2 separate regions of the Sus scrofa genome follow, and region 2 is linked to region 1. The links are chromatin contacts, called in public Hi-C maps. All regions are on one chromosome and are shown on one strand. The core of a region is the stretch at or near the end of the contact, and the rest is flanking DNA. Distances in the headings are between cores, read along the strand shown.

What was found. A called contact is a pair of places that touch in the nucleus more often than the background predicts.
Region 2: a contact with region 1 is called in a Hi-C map of skeletal muscle, with 7 times the contacts expected there. The contact joins the promoter of HNRNPA2B1 here to the promoter of HOXA4 in region 1. A contact is called at or near these places in 1 of 47 Hi-C or Micro-C datasets (skeletal muscle) and 1 of 2 datasets of contacts at active chromatin or transcription factors (skeletal muscle).

What each region holds. Positions count from the first base shown.
Region 1 is chr18:45,440,829-45,447,545 of Sscrofa11.1, forward strand. HOXA4 (homeobox protein Hox-A4) reads left to right here and starts at 2,440. Exons shown (of 2, transcript XM_003134841.4): 1 at 2,440-3,215; 2 at 3,768-4,834. The coding sequence starts at 2,579. The coding sequence ends at 4,120. It overlaps HOXA3 (homeobox protein Hox-A3), which reads left to right. Exons shown (of 6, transcript XM_021079043.1): 3 at 6,291-6,470.
Region 2 is chr18:46,202,651-46,209,367 of Sscrofa11.1, forward strand. It overlaps HNRNPA2B1 (heterogeneous nuclear ribonucleoproteins A2/B1), which reads left to right and starts at 2,514. Exons shown (of 13, transcript XR_002340389.1): 1 at 2,514-2,971; 2 at 5,712-5,747; 3 at 5,845-5,955; 4 at 6,116-6,262; 5 at 6,504-6,714. CBX3 (chromobox protein homolog 3) reads right to left here and starts at 2,464. Exons shown (of 5, transcript XM_021078986.1): 1 at 1,948-2,464.

The DNA.
Region 1 (6,717 bases), core at 1,190-3,689:
CAATGGAATGATGCTATGGCTTGCAAAGAGAGATTGTGGAAGGATCAGAAAAGGTACTGAGATTGTTTATTACAGCCATAAATCTTGCAGTAAAATGTCAAAATGTCGGTGTGTGAGATAACACTTGGTGGTCCTGGCTCCGTTTGTGTTTATGATAGGAACCACAAAGACAAGTTACAGGCCTTGGGGGGATTCTGTGTAAGCCCATCTTCCTAAAGTAATAGAACCACATGAAACACAGGCACAGTTAACTCGTTTAGGTTAACCATATACAAAACAGTGCCCGAGTTTCGTCAATACGTTAAAATAGAAACGCAGTAGAAGGTTCTGAGGCTAAACAACATGAATTTTCTGTTTTAGTGTCTGTAAATAATATTGAACAGACATGGTTAAGACCCTAGTACTCAAGGCCGATGACATGAGGAGAGGGGCAAAATTTCCTTGTCATGTTTTTTCCTCCCTGAAGCTTAGAGAGCTCAGTTTTGTAAATTACATCGTGTGTGTGTGTGTGTGTATGTGTATTACTCACGTTATATGGCATATATGTGTATATATTATTTTTCCTGCTGTAGAGAGATATTGGTTTAGGCAACTGTATCACAGACTGGATTTTCCCCCCGAGCCTAGAGAGGATGTCTAAAGATTACATTCAGTGTTGATTTCTCTCTGTGGCTCAGATTTCATTTTAAAAATTTTTCAAGGTGCCCCATGTCGATGGACAGCACTCTTCACAGACACACATCCAATGTGGAAAACCTCTTTGTACCACTTCAGGGTGATTGCAGTTAGAAAGCTAACATGATCCCTTTTTTAACCTCTTTTCCTAAATTAGTTTAAAGATTAGTCCCATATAATAGGCTTTATGTGGCTAAGCATTAAATGACTATCCATCAAATGGATATATTCCAGCATTTAGTAACTCCTATGAGTAACCGATATAAATGAAGATAGAACTGACATTCCTTTTGAAGTGTCTCCAGACTTAAGCTATAACTTTCCTTGTCTGCTTTCCAGACTTAGTTGTGAGAAGGCTGTTTATACTGTTCTTTGAAAAAATCAACTAAGGTGCACCAGCTGAAAAATCTTTGCTTTGCTTGCCCATATGAAAGTATTTTTAGAATCGAGACTATGCTAGTTTGCACTGCTTTAATCTGCGATGAAAAGTAGGATCTAGGTGTGTCTGTTAGAAAAGGAAACGGAAAGTACACACTACGATCGTGTAAGGCATCAGTATTTACTTCAGAGATCAACATTAGGTATAATTAATATGTAATTCATTTGTCAATAACGGCAGTTAATTGACCCATCATATTTCAATGACCAAATGGCAGGCAAAAGTCCTCTTTCTCTACTTTCCAGAGCTGCCGATGTCGTTAATATGCTAACTTTCAGTAATTCAGAAACTCTAGACTGTTCTTAAATATACCTTTTCGTGTCAGTCTGGAAAAGCTGAGACAAAAACATTCTCAGCGGGAAAAGACCGGTGGCACAATGCCTGTGCTATCCTTAGCTTGTTTTTGTTTGGGGAGTGTTCTTTAGTAGGAAGATGTTGGTTTCCATGCTGTATTTTGTGGCGGCATCGTCGCTTCTATCCATCCCCATCGTCTCTCTCACAATTGCACCTATTAAATTCGAGCATGTTTAATTCTGAATGCCACTTCCATCAAATGAGATGCTATTAGAAGGTTCTCGTTTTTCTTAGGGAAACAACCAAATAGATTCTGCTTCTAAAAAATAGAAAAAGAAAGAAAGAAAAGTGTTCATTCGGTTATATTGGAATAGCTTTGCTTTATTTCCTGGGGCCGATTTCTCTCAGCTGCTCACCCACCCACCCTTTTTGGCTCGTGCATGGCTTCTCAAACAGGGAACGTCGGGGGGCCCCGGACACAGCGAGCCTGACGTGGGGAAGGGAATCAGCTGGTAAGAAAACCGGTCAGTTGGCCTCATTCCAGGGCCCGGATAAAAAACAGGACACCCCCTTAGTCCTGGCACCATTCCCTCCCCCAGGCGGCCTCGAGCCCAGGAGGCCGCCAGGTCAGGCTAGGCTGGGCCCCGAGGTCAGCGCTGGGCCGCGGCCGCCTGGCTGCCCCGAGGCCTAGCCCGGAGTAGGGCACGCATGGGGCCCAGTCTGGGCATCTGAGAGAACCAGAAGCCTCTGGTTCCCAAATTCCCACAGGGACTCAAAGTTGGGGCGTGGGGGCGGGGTTGGAGGACCCAAGCGCCAGCTACCCCCCTCTGCTCAGAGCGGGACACCAGCATCCATCACCCGCCGGCGCGCTTCCTGATCCGGGTCCGCGCGCGCGGCGCGCACATTGGAGGGGGCGGATCACGTGGAGGTCCTGGGCGGGGCGCGCGCGGGGTCGCGACGGAGCGCGCGCGCGGGCGCGGGCGGGGGAGGAGCGCGAACTTTGGCGGCGTCGGCGGCGGAGGGAGGGGGAGGGGTGGGCGCTTGACAGCGGGGGAGGGGAAGGGAGCAGAGGAAGGGGGATGGGAAGCGAAGCGGGAGGGGGAGGGGCCTCGGCGAGCCCAGAAAAACGACAACGCGAGAAAAATTAGTATTTTTGCACTTCACAAATTAATGACCATGAGCTCGTTTTTGATAAACTCCAACTACATCGAGCCCAAGTTCCCTCCCTTCGAGGAGTACGCGCAGCACAGCGGCCCGGGCGGCGGAGACGGCGGCCCGGGCGGGGGTCCCGGCTACCAGCAGCCCCCAGCGCCCGCGGCCCAGCACCTGCCGCCGCAGCAGCCCCAGCTCCCCCACACGGGCGGCGGCCGTGAGCCCCCCGCCTCCTACTACGCGCCGCGGGCCGCCCGCGAGCCCTCCTACCCCGCGGCCGCGCTCTACCCCGCGCACGGTGCGGCCGACGCCGCCTACCCCTACGGCTACCGCGGCGGCGCTAGCCCCGGGCGGCCGCCGCAGTCCGAGCAGCCCCCGGCGCACGCCAAGGGTCCCGCGCACGGCCTGCACGCGACCCATGTCCTGCCGCCCGGGCGGCAGCCCCCGCCGCCGCCGCCGCCGCCTCCCCCGCAGCATCGCGCGGCGGCCCCCGCGCCCCCGCGGCGCTGCCAGGCGGCTCCTGCCACCCCGGGCGTCCCCGCAGGGGGCAGCGCCCCCGCGTGCCCGCTGCTCCTGGCCGACAAGAGCCCGGCGGGCCTGAAGGGCAAGGAGCCCGTGGTGTACCCCTGGATGAAGAAGATCCATGTCAGCGCCGGTACGTGGCGCCGCCGGGGAGGCGCGGGCGGGTGGGCTGGGGCCGAGCCCAGGCTCCAAGGTCGGGGTGGGGGTTAGGGGGAGAGGCCGAGGGGAAGGGGGCCTCGGGAGGGGAGCCCCCAACTGGCCCAAGCTACTGTGGGACGTGGGTGTGTGTGCGCCAGCCAGCCGCCAGATCCCAACGTGAGAACCCTTTTGTACCCGGGGTCCCTTTATCGGGAGATTTACGAGACGCCAAACTGTTAGGGCAGTAATTATAGCCCCCATAAATTTAATTGCCCTGGCAGAGGCTTCAGGCCATGTGTCTTTGAAGCTTTTCTTCAGCCCCAATGCCCAGCACCATTCTTTATGGCTCTCGGGTGTTTCCCGTTGTCAATAGCCTGTGAAACATTTTCTTTGCAGTTTTATGTATCTTGCGTGAACTTGGTGTCAGGTTATTATATAATGATGATGTCCAATTGCTCTTCCCCACCCCACCTTCTCTCTCCTCCTCCTTTCCCTCTCTTCCACTCCGTCTTCCTTGGCTTTCTCCATCGGGGTTATGGGCTTTCAGTCAACCCCAGTTATAACGGAGGGGAGCCCAAGCGCTCCCGAACCGCCTACACCCGGCAGCAGGTCTTGGAGCTGGAGAAGGAGTTCCACTTTAACCGCTACCTGACCCGGCGGCGCCGCATCGAGATCGCCCACACGCTCTGCTTGTCCGAGCGCCAGGTCAAGATCTGGTTTCAGAACCGGAGGATGAAGTGGAAGAAAGATCATAAACTGCCCAACACTAAAATGCGATCCTCCAACTCAGCCTCAGCCTCAGCAGGCCCGCCAGGGAAACCACAAACTCAGAGCCCGCACCCGCACCCACACCCTCACCCCCATCAGGGCGCCTCCACACCCATTCCCTCCTCCATTTAATCCTCCAGGGCTCTAGACCAGTTCTTTCCCCCACCTGCTTTTCTCATCTCTTCTGCCCCCTTCCCCATCCACCCCTTCCCATCTGGACCACACCAGACCCCAAACAATACCCAACTTGGTGAAAAGGATAATAAAAAAGAAAGACATTATCCCAGTAAGAGTGTGAGCTGGGTTGCCACCCAGGAGAGGACAATGGCCCAGATGCTGGCTGGTGGAACAACCTGCTGGCCTGAACAAGGCTGCCAGGTTTGGGTACCTGAGAAGGACCACTTGGCATCAAATACTTTTGAGACAGGTACAGTCAGCGGCACAGCCCATGCCGACTGGGGTCATGTACATGTATATTCCTGGCGAGCAGAAGAAAACAGACCCTTTTCCTGTCTTCTTACCTCCCCCTCCTTCATTTTGGCAGCTCATACAAGCTTGTATTGAACTGAATAAATGAGTAGATTGTTGTGGACCTCACAAGATTATTTAATTCTCAAAATGTATAGACCTCGATGGTAGATGTGACCATGTTAGCTTCCCTTCCTTTCAATTTATTTAAAATATTGTTGTGGAGATACTGTTATCTTATTCTGAGACACAGTCTTGGGGGAGGGGAAGTGCATTATAGACCCATGTGCAACTGTACAAATTGTGGTGTGGCTCTGTAGAAAGCCATGTGCTAAGAATAAACTCTGTTTAAAAAAAACATTAAAGTTCTAAGACATATTTGTGTGTTTTCTCCTTTTAATCTAAAAAAGTTCTCTGGATTAGATACTTGACCTTGCATGTAAAAATCCTATAGGATGGCTTGAGTCGTGGGCACTTGGACCGACTGCCCATGCAATTTGTGTGAGTGTGTTCAGTTTGAGCTGAACTCTTGTCAAGTTTGACCTACTGTGGGAAGAGTTCCAAAGAGCAGGAAGGCTCTTGAGCTCTGAGAGGGCTCCTCTTCTTCCCAAACTTGGCCAGGCTTTCAGGCTTCAAGTCTCTGTAAGGCATAGAAACGTGTCCTTCCCTGCAATGAAAGGTGAAACCGTGCAGTGCTGTGGGCCCAGGAGTTTCTGCAGCTGTTCTACATGCTGAACTCTGAGCACACTTGGAAAGAAGTGGTCCCTTTGGAATTTATTGCACCTTCACACTTAATCTGCCTGTTTCCTTGGAGATAAAAAATAGTTTGTGCATAGGGTTGAGATTGCTTTTCGTTCTTTGGCTGTTTTAAAGATTCTCTTCATTAACTACAGCTTGACATTTTTGTTTGGTTTTTTTTTTGTTTGTTTGTTCTTGAAGCAAGAGCTTTCACAATAACTTGCGTTTTCCCAGTATCCCCTCCACAGTTTTCTTCTGAGGAAAGAAAAAACATAATGACACCTTAAGCAAGCCAGACGTGAGACTTGTGAAGCTATTAAGTGCTGGAAGAAAGCCAGACCCTGATCCTGGGGCATCCTCCTCGGATGCTCCCAGCCCTTTCTGCCCAACCTAGAGCTCTAGATTCAAAAGGTGGAAACCAAAACCCACTTCTCAGTCTCCATAGCCCTCGTATGTGTTTACTGACTCACCAATCAGTAAAGAGAATTTAGACTTTGTTGTTACTGAAGGGAGCACTCTGCGACGAGATTCCAAAAACCAACACCCACTGGCCCCAGAATATTGCACCTGTCACCTGGCCTTGAATGAGTGTAGTCTTTAGTTCATGCAATAATTTTCGCACCGATAGGAGGGGGCGCTCACCTACCTCGGCAGTATCAGAAGATTTTTAAACACATTTTCCCATCAGCACTAACCATTAGCCAGTGGTCAAAGCTGTTACCCCTTTTGTCTCAGCTGCCCTGTGTGTGATACAGGCAAGGGAACCCCTTCTCTACCTGGGAGCAAGCCAGATCTGAGAGGAAAGTGATGGACACTGGTCTCTGACCCCTGAGCGATTGCCTCCTCTCCCCAAGAAAATACAAGGGCAAACAAATACACGCCCTCCCAGGTCAGGCCAAACCTGGCATAAAGTGCATTTTATAAGGTGTGAAGGGTGCCAGGGATTTCTGGAGGCACTGCAACTGCTGCTACATCTTATTAACACTCCTCCTACTACACGCACTTGTAAAACGAAATTAAATCACGCTGAAAATAGCAATTTTCCCAGGAATCATTAATCACCTCATACAATAAATACTTCTTTGTAATTCAACAGCAATTCTGAAAGGCATTCTCTGGGAAAAGTCTGTGGAGAAGCGAGGGATCTTCTTGCAAATAATGTGGTCTCGGGCAAAGACTCAGCATCTTGGCTGACTGCTCAAAAAATGCCTAGACTCTTGGTGGAAATTGAGTGGCGAGCTGCAAAACCTCAAATGGCAGATAATCATCATTTAAGGTAACTTCTTATATTTCTCCTTGGTAGGGAAGGAGGGGCAGGGGGCATCCAGCAGCTTCATACTGGAGACACTTGTAAGGGGGTGAAGGGGGCTTCTTTCACTTACTCTAAATCTATCCAGGAAAGGAAGAGAGAGGCTTGAGATTTTCTAATGTTCCAGGGCAAAATGGCAGCTTTTGCCCAAACTGTCCTGATTATTAAGGTATTGGTAAGTTTTGCAAAGCCAGAATTATCCACGGTGATTATG
Region 2 (6,717 bases), core at 1,264-3,763, 760 kb after region 1:
ACCTGGGCAATACTGAAAATACTTGCTTTCTCTACAATTCAGTATAAAGTGATTTAGGGAATAATGTCCCAATCAACAAGATCTTAGGCTTTGTCTGTCTACACATTTATCATTCTTCCCTGTCATATAGATTTGCGTATCTTCAAGATAAAAACATTTGGTCTGCCGCCATCCCAAGATTAGGTTTCTTTAAATGACTTAAGACACTATTAGGCCAAGTCAATAAGTATTTTAATGTAATAATTTTGTTTTTGCCCCAACTCTCCTCAGTATAACGGGGGGGGGGGGGGGGGGCGGGGGGGCGGGGGGCGGGACTGGGACTATACTATGGCTGTAACTTTCTCAACCACATAGATGCAAAGTTATAATTTTAAGGGGAAAAAGCCTGAGTTAGATCCTTACACATTTTAGGTTTTCATTAACTTACCAATGTAGTTTTATTGGAGGCCATTTTTTATTGCAGACTTGAAGAGCTATTACTAAAAAAATGCATAACAGTTAAAGAAGTTTGCAAAGACACAAAAAAAGGTAGCTAAACACAAGTTTTGTTTGGATTCCAACCCCCACCTAGTAGCTCATATTATCAGACATATATAATATGGATATTATACCAATCCATAAACAATCAGATTTAAGCTTCTGTAAATTAGTAATACACGCCTCAGAGTATATATATTAGTGTTGTAACCAAGTACCCAGAGAACCTTACTAGGGTCATTGGTACCCGAGAAAGAGTCATATAGGATTAAAAAAAGAAAAATTTTTTTTCCTAATCCAAATCCCATTTACAACCACATTCAGCAAATAGATACTGACTCAGAATCAACTGCTCAAACGATCACCATAATAAATTACTGTGAATTTTTTCTCTAGACCTCTTAACAGTCCAGAGCCGCCTAGGTAATCCCAACTTGGTTTCTTTTTAGAAACTCTCCCTTTTTCCAATCACTAGTTAAATAAACTAAGAGAAAAAAACACCCCAAAATGCTCCAATCCCATTTCGTGCCACTTCTGAAAACAAATCACCTCTTTCCGGACGTTCAGCCGCTGCCCTTAAGCCCCAGCCCCACCCGGCTTAATAAGGCCTTCGAGCCCGGCCCCCGCCCCCCACACGCGAGCGCGGGCCGCATGGTCAGCGCATCCGCGGGGAGAAACAAAGGCCGCGGCGCGGGGGCTCAAGGGCACTGCGCCACGGGGCCCGCGCCTCCCCGACCCGAAGGCGGCCTCGTAACGGAGCGCCCGCCGCTGCCTCCGGACTTCGGGCCGCACGGATGCGGGAGAATGCACAGCCCTCCCTGGAGGCCCGAGTCGCCGACCGAGTCCGGGAGAGGGAGGAGGACCCCTCATGTAGCTCCGGGATGGGGGAGGGGAGGAAGAAACGCGCTTTGTCTACAAATAAGGCAGCTGTCGCCACAGTTCTCAACCTCATAACGAGCAGTCTCGTCCCCTCGACCAACTAGAGACACCGGCCCAGCACCAGGCCCACCGCGGGGTCTCCATTCGCCTGTTTCCTTCCCGCCAGCTCCGACTCGGGGTCGGGCCGGGAAGGATGGGAAGCGGGGAACTGGGGGGAGGGTCTCTGGGGCGCAAGTGGTATCTGAAGCAAGACCACGGAGTGAAAGGTAGGGGAAAATAAAGACACCGACTTCACCGCCTCAGAGCTGCTCCGGGTCCCAGGTCTGCGGCGTCCTCGGCCCTGCGCGCCTCTAGCTCCAGCCACATCCGAGGGGGAGGGGGCTGGGGAGCTGCGCGCGGGGCCGCGCCGCTGGGGGTGGGGGGGGTGCGGGGTGGCACCGCCCACGCCAGGCGGCCGCTAGGGGCGGGGGTGAGCGCGCGCCCCGCGGGGGGGAGGGGCCGCGCGCCGCGCTTTGCCCGCCGGGAGCCCGAGCCCGAGCCCGAGCCGAAGGGTGGGTGGGGGAAGGAGGGGGTGGTGACACCGGCACTCACCGTTCGGGGCGTAGCGGCTGGTGGTCCCCAAAGGGGAGGGAAAGAGAGGGAGGAGCGGGGACTGTGACCGGAGTCTCCTCGGCGGAGGCGTTCCTGCTTTGCAGCAGCTGCACTGGCGCCAAAACAGGACTCCGCCCACTTCCTAGTCCCTGGGGTTGGGTGCCTCCAAATGCTGGTGGTGGGTGTAAAACTTGGGTGGGAGGACTCAATTAGGAACTAAGAGTTAGATTACCCTGTCCAAAGACCTCCTGAACCCGAGAGGTTGACCCCAAAAGCGTTGTCCAAGGTTAGGTAGGTGAGGCGTGAAATGTAACTTGTTGACCACAAGTCGCTTCGGGTGTTTCCGGAAGAGGCCGAGTCTGTCCTCAATTCAGGGAGGAGGAGGGAAAGCGCTGTAGAGAAGGCTACAAAGATTTTTTTTTTTAGAGACGGGGGGCGGTGGGTATTGGGATTATCAAAGCGTTGCTCTAAGGACCACCTTCCGGGTTGAGGGGCTGGACCTGAAAGCTGAGGATTAAGCTCCTCCCCACAGTGTTAATTTCAAACTGCGCGACCGTTTCTCACCTGCCCTGCGCTAAAGCTGGGCGGGGGGCGGGGACTGGACTTAATTCCGAGAGAGAAATACGCAGGGCTCGAGCCTTCCGCAATTCACAGAGCCCTTTTACGCAAGTGACGTCAAGCACCACTGTTGGCTGCGAGGAGGGAGGGGCACGTACTTGGCGCAAGGAGGTCGTAGAGCGTTCCCGCCATTGGCGGCGGTTAGGGCGTTTACGCAACGGCCTGACGTAGGGCAGGACGCGTTAGTCGGGGGGAAGGTTCTAGAAAAGCGGCGGCAGCGGCTCTAGCGGCAGTAGCAGCAGCGCCGGGTCCCGAGTGGAGGTGCTCTTAGCGGTGTTGTTTCTCGAGCAGCGGCAGTTCTCACTACAGCGCCAGGACGAGTCCGGTTCGTGTTCGTCCGCGGAGATCTCTCTCATCTCGCTCGGCTGCGGGAAATCGGGCTGAAGCGACTGAGTCCGCGATGGAGGTAACGGGTTTGAAATCAATGAGTTGTTGGAAAGGGCATGGCGAGGCCGTTGGCGCCTTATTGGAAGTCGGCCACCCGCCTCCGTGGGAGAGCGGCAGCGAAATTGGGCCACTTCAGAAGCGGTTGGTCTCGGGGTACTTTTGAAGGGGGGTCGTTAGCGGAGGCCTGATCGTTCCGCACCTTCCCCACCCTCAGGCTCCCGGCGCCATTTCCCTTTGCTGGGGGTGGGGGATGGGGAACTTCCACATGGCGGACGCAAGCCGACTTCGGTGGAAGTGGGGCGCGGAGGCGGGAATTCTTACTCCCTTTTTACAGCACGCTGGTTTGGGGACCCTGGCGTCCGCGCGTTGGAGCGTTTCGGCGGGCTGCGGGTCCTCGCGGGCGAGGCTGCGGCTTCCCCTCCCCCCCTCGCGGGAACCGGATTTGGCGGCCGCCATTTTCGTTTCTCCTCTTTCTCGCAGCGTTTTCCTTGTAACTCTCTAAATTCAGCTAGTTTGAGTCTTTTATCAAAGAGTAGAGGTGGTTCGCCGGTTTTTTCTCCTTTTCGGGCCGTTTTCATGCCGTTTCGAGGTGGATTCTGAGGGTTTGGGAGCCTGGATCTTTAAAGTCCTGCGCACCTCATTAGAGGCTCGCTGCCTTCCCCTCGATGAAATGGCGCCATTGCGTTCAGGCGCCGCACCGCAGGGCGGGGGGAGGGGCGGCGGTCGCTCGGCTTCGGAGGTAAAACGATCTAGGGTGTCGGGCCCGGGTTTGAGGCGAGCCATACGTAGTACAAAGAAAACGTTCTGTTTTTCAGCCCTTGTTCCTTTGCGTAGCGGTTTTAGCTGGGTTTGCGGCGATTAGGAAGGCGGTTACATGGCAGGAAGCTTTAGAAATGAAAAACCGAAATTCGGAGCCATCAGGGTCCTGTAGGTTATGCGGGAGGTCGTGGGGAAGGTGGTCTTCGGGGGTTGGGGGGGGGCGGTGTGCCGAAGGTTCCGAATCCTTTTAATTTCCTGAAGGCTTCCCTTATGAGGAATTGTAGAAATTACTCGGCTTTTAAGTAAGATTTTTACTGGGAAATTTTTTACGTGGTAAGCTAGAAATTAAGATGAAAGTGCAATAAAAATGATTTTAGTTGTGCTCTGCTTAAAACGTGGCTCAGCCCTTCAGTACGTGTATTGCTGTATACCGAACTGTTTTAGGCTGGGCTACTATGTATTTGAACTTTGTCACTTGCTTTTCTCATTTATGTTTGCAATCATGGTTGATAACATTGATAAGCTTAAGGTCTGAAGCGAAGGGGGTCTACCTGGGTATTTTCTTTGACCCTAAGCACGCTTATAAAATAACTTTGTTTGTAATCAATAGTGGACAGCGGGTAAGTTTGGAAATGAGGTAAGTAATGAGTTTTTCCCTTTTGTTAGTGATATGTAAAAAATTTGTAGATGTGTTTTTAATTAGATTTATTTGGGTTTAAGGAGCATTTATTGAAAATACTTGGAATAAATAAAGAATCCGAATATCAATATGCCAAGTAACCATTATAACAGACGGTTCTTAAAGTGTCTCAAGAGCTAGTTTGATAATTTCTTTATAAATTTTTCAGAATCCTGAAAGGTTAATTCTACAGGAAAAAAACCGAATGTTTATTAGTATCATGCATGGATGGAGAGAGGAACCTCTTTAGAAATGTGGGTTGAGGGTGTAGTACGATTTGCTAGGAATAAAATACCTTGCTGTGTCAGAAAGTACTTTTGACTGTTTCTTTTTCATTATACATTCTGGACATTGTAACTTCGTTTCTGAGTATTTATAGTTTTTTAATTTAACCAACTGAAAACAGTATAATGACCCAATCTTAACTGATAATCCATAATACAGAGCTTTTAATGCAAAGTATTTGCTTGCTTGTTTGAGATTTCAAGCCTAGGCTCTGTTTCTTTTCCCAATGAAAATTCGAGGTGTTATGCTGTGTTGTTTGCTAGAAGCCTAAGTTAAACATCGTGAAGTGTAAAATAAATGGTAGTGCTACGCAACTACTGGATACAGTGTTCATTTAAATATCTTTATGGTTTTTGAAAAGTGGAATGATTGCAGTCTTGTTTCTACTTTTTAATAGCTCAGTAATAGTCCAGATTCTTTCTCTGTTAGTACTTTTAGGAACAGACAGACACTATTAAATCATTCTGTCTTGGTCAGAAGAGAGAATCTTAAAGATATGTTGGTGTATATGTTGAATACTTAAAGCTTTTTTTCTCTAGTGGAGACTTGGTATATGGGGAAAGAACTGTCTTTAACCAGGTTTTGGGGGGGTAAAAATTGAGTTTCATTAGAATCACCACTAGAGGGAGCAATGAAGGGAAAATAATTACTTCAAATAGTGAATTCTGAAATAACAAGTTTATAAGAAAGAAGCCAACAGTTCTTACAGTTTAAGAATTTATATTTAAACTGAATATTTAAAAGGTAACTTCTCTGTTCTAGGATATAGAATTGAATGGAAATTTTGATAAGAATGCATTAACTTCTCAGTCACCAGGGAATAAGATTTGCTTTTTTTTTTTTTCCAGAAATTTTTTTTAACTAAGTGGTATTAGATGTGTTTAAAATGTTTGAATGTGAAGTAAATTTAGATCAAGATTTAATGACTTTGAAACTTGTGTAGTTCAGCTGAGGCAATTTTTTTTGGTGTAACACAACTAATATGCAGTTTAACATATGGTTTAAATTTGATGTAAGTTTTTTTTTTCCCCCCCAGAAAACTTTAGAAACTGTTCCTTTGGAGAGGAAAAAGGTACTCTGCCAGCAGGTCACCTCATATTTAAGAATTTAATTTCCTGTATACAAAGAGAAAATGTAAATAAAAATTGAAATGATGTTTTCCTTTGCAGAGAGAAAAGGAACAATTCCGTAAACTCTTTATTGGTGGCTTGAGCTTTGAAACTACAGAAGAAAGTTTGAGGAACTACTACGAGCAATGGGGAAAACTTACAGATTGTGTGGTATGTTAATAAAGTGCTTGCAGATAATAGTCCTTTTAACTCCCCAGGCTCATCTGTTTAAAGTGTTAGTGAATCATTAAGAAAAGTTTTAAGTTCATGTTCATTTTTAAATGCTGTAAGTAATGAGATTAAATAGTAACTCTACTCCTATGCATTTAAGGTCATGAGGGATCCTGCAAGCAAAAGATCAAGAGGATTTGGTTTTGTAACTTTTTCATCCATGGCTGAGGTTGATGCTGCCATGGCTGCAAGACCACATTCAATTGATGGACGAGTGGTTGAGCCAAAACGTGCTGTTGCAAGAGAGGTGAGTGAATACGTAATTTGTGCAGTAGATAATTTGGGGGAAATTTTTTTGAGATTAGAAAGTTATCCATGTTTCGCTCCAAGTTTTGTTTCCTCATTAATGCTGAGTGGGGTTTCTGTGTTTTTCATTTCTTAGTTTTATTTGAAAGACTAGGTTCTTAATCATTTTGCCTTATGTAGTATTTGAATATAGAGTAGAAGTCATTTGTTAATCAGATAGTGTGCTTTTTCCTCTATTTCAGGAATCTGGAAAGCCAGGGGCTCATGTAACTGTGAAGAAGCTATTTGTTGGTGGAATTAAAGAAGATACTGAGGAACACCATCTTAGAGATTACTTTGAGGAGTATGGGAAAATTGATACCATTGAGATAATTACTGATAGGCAGTCTGGAAAGAAAAGAGGCTTTGGATTTGTTACTTTTGATGACCATGATCCTGTGGATAAGATTGTGTGTA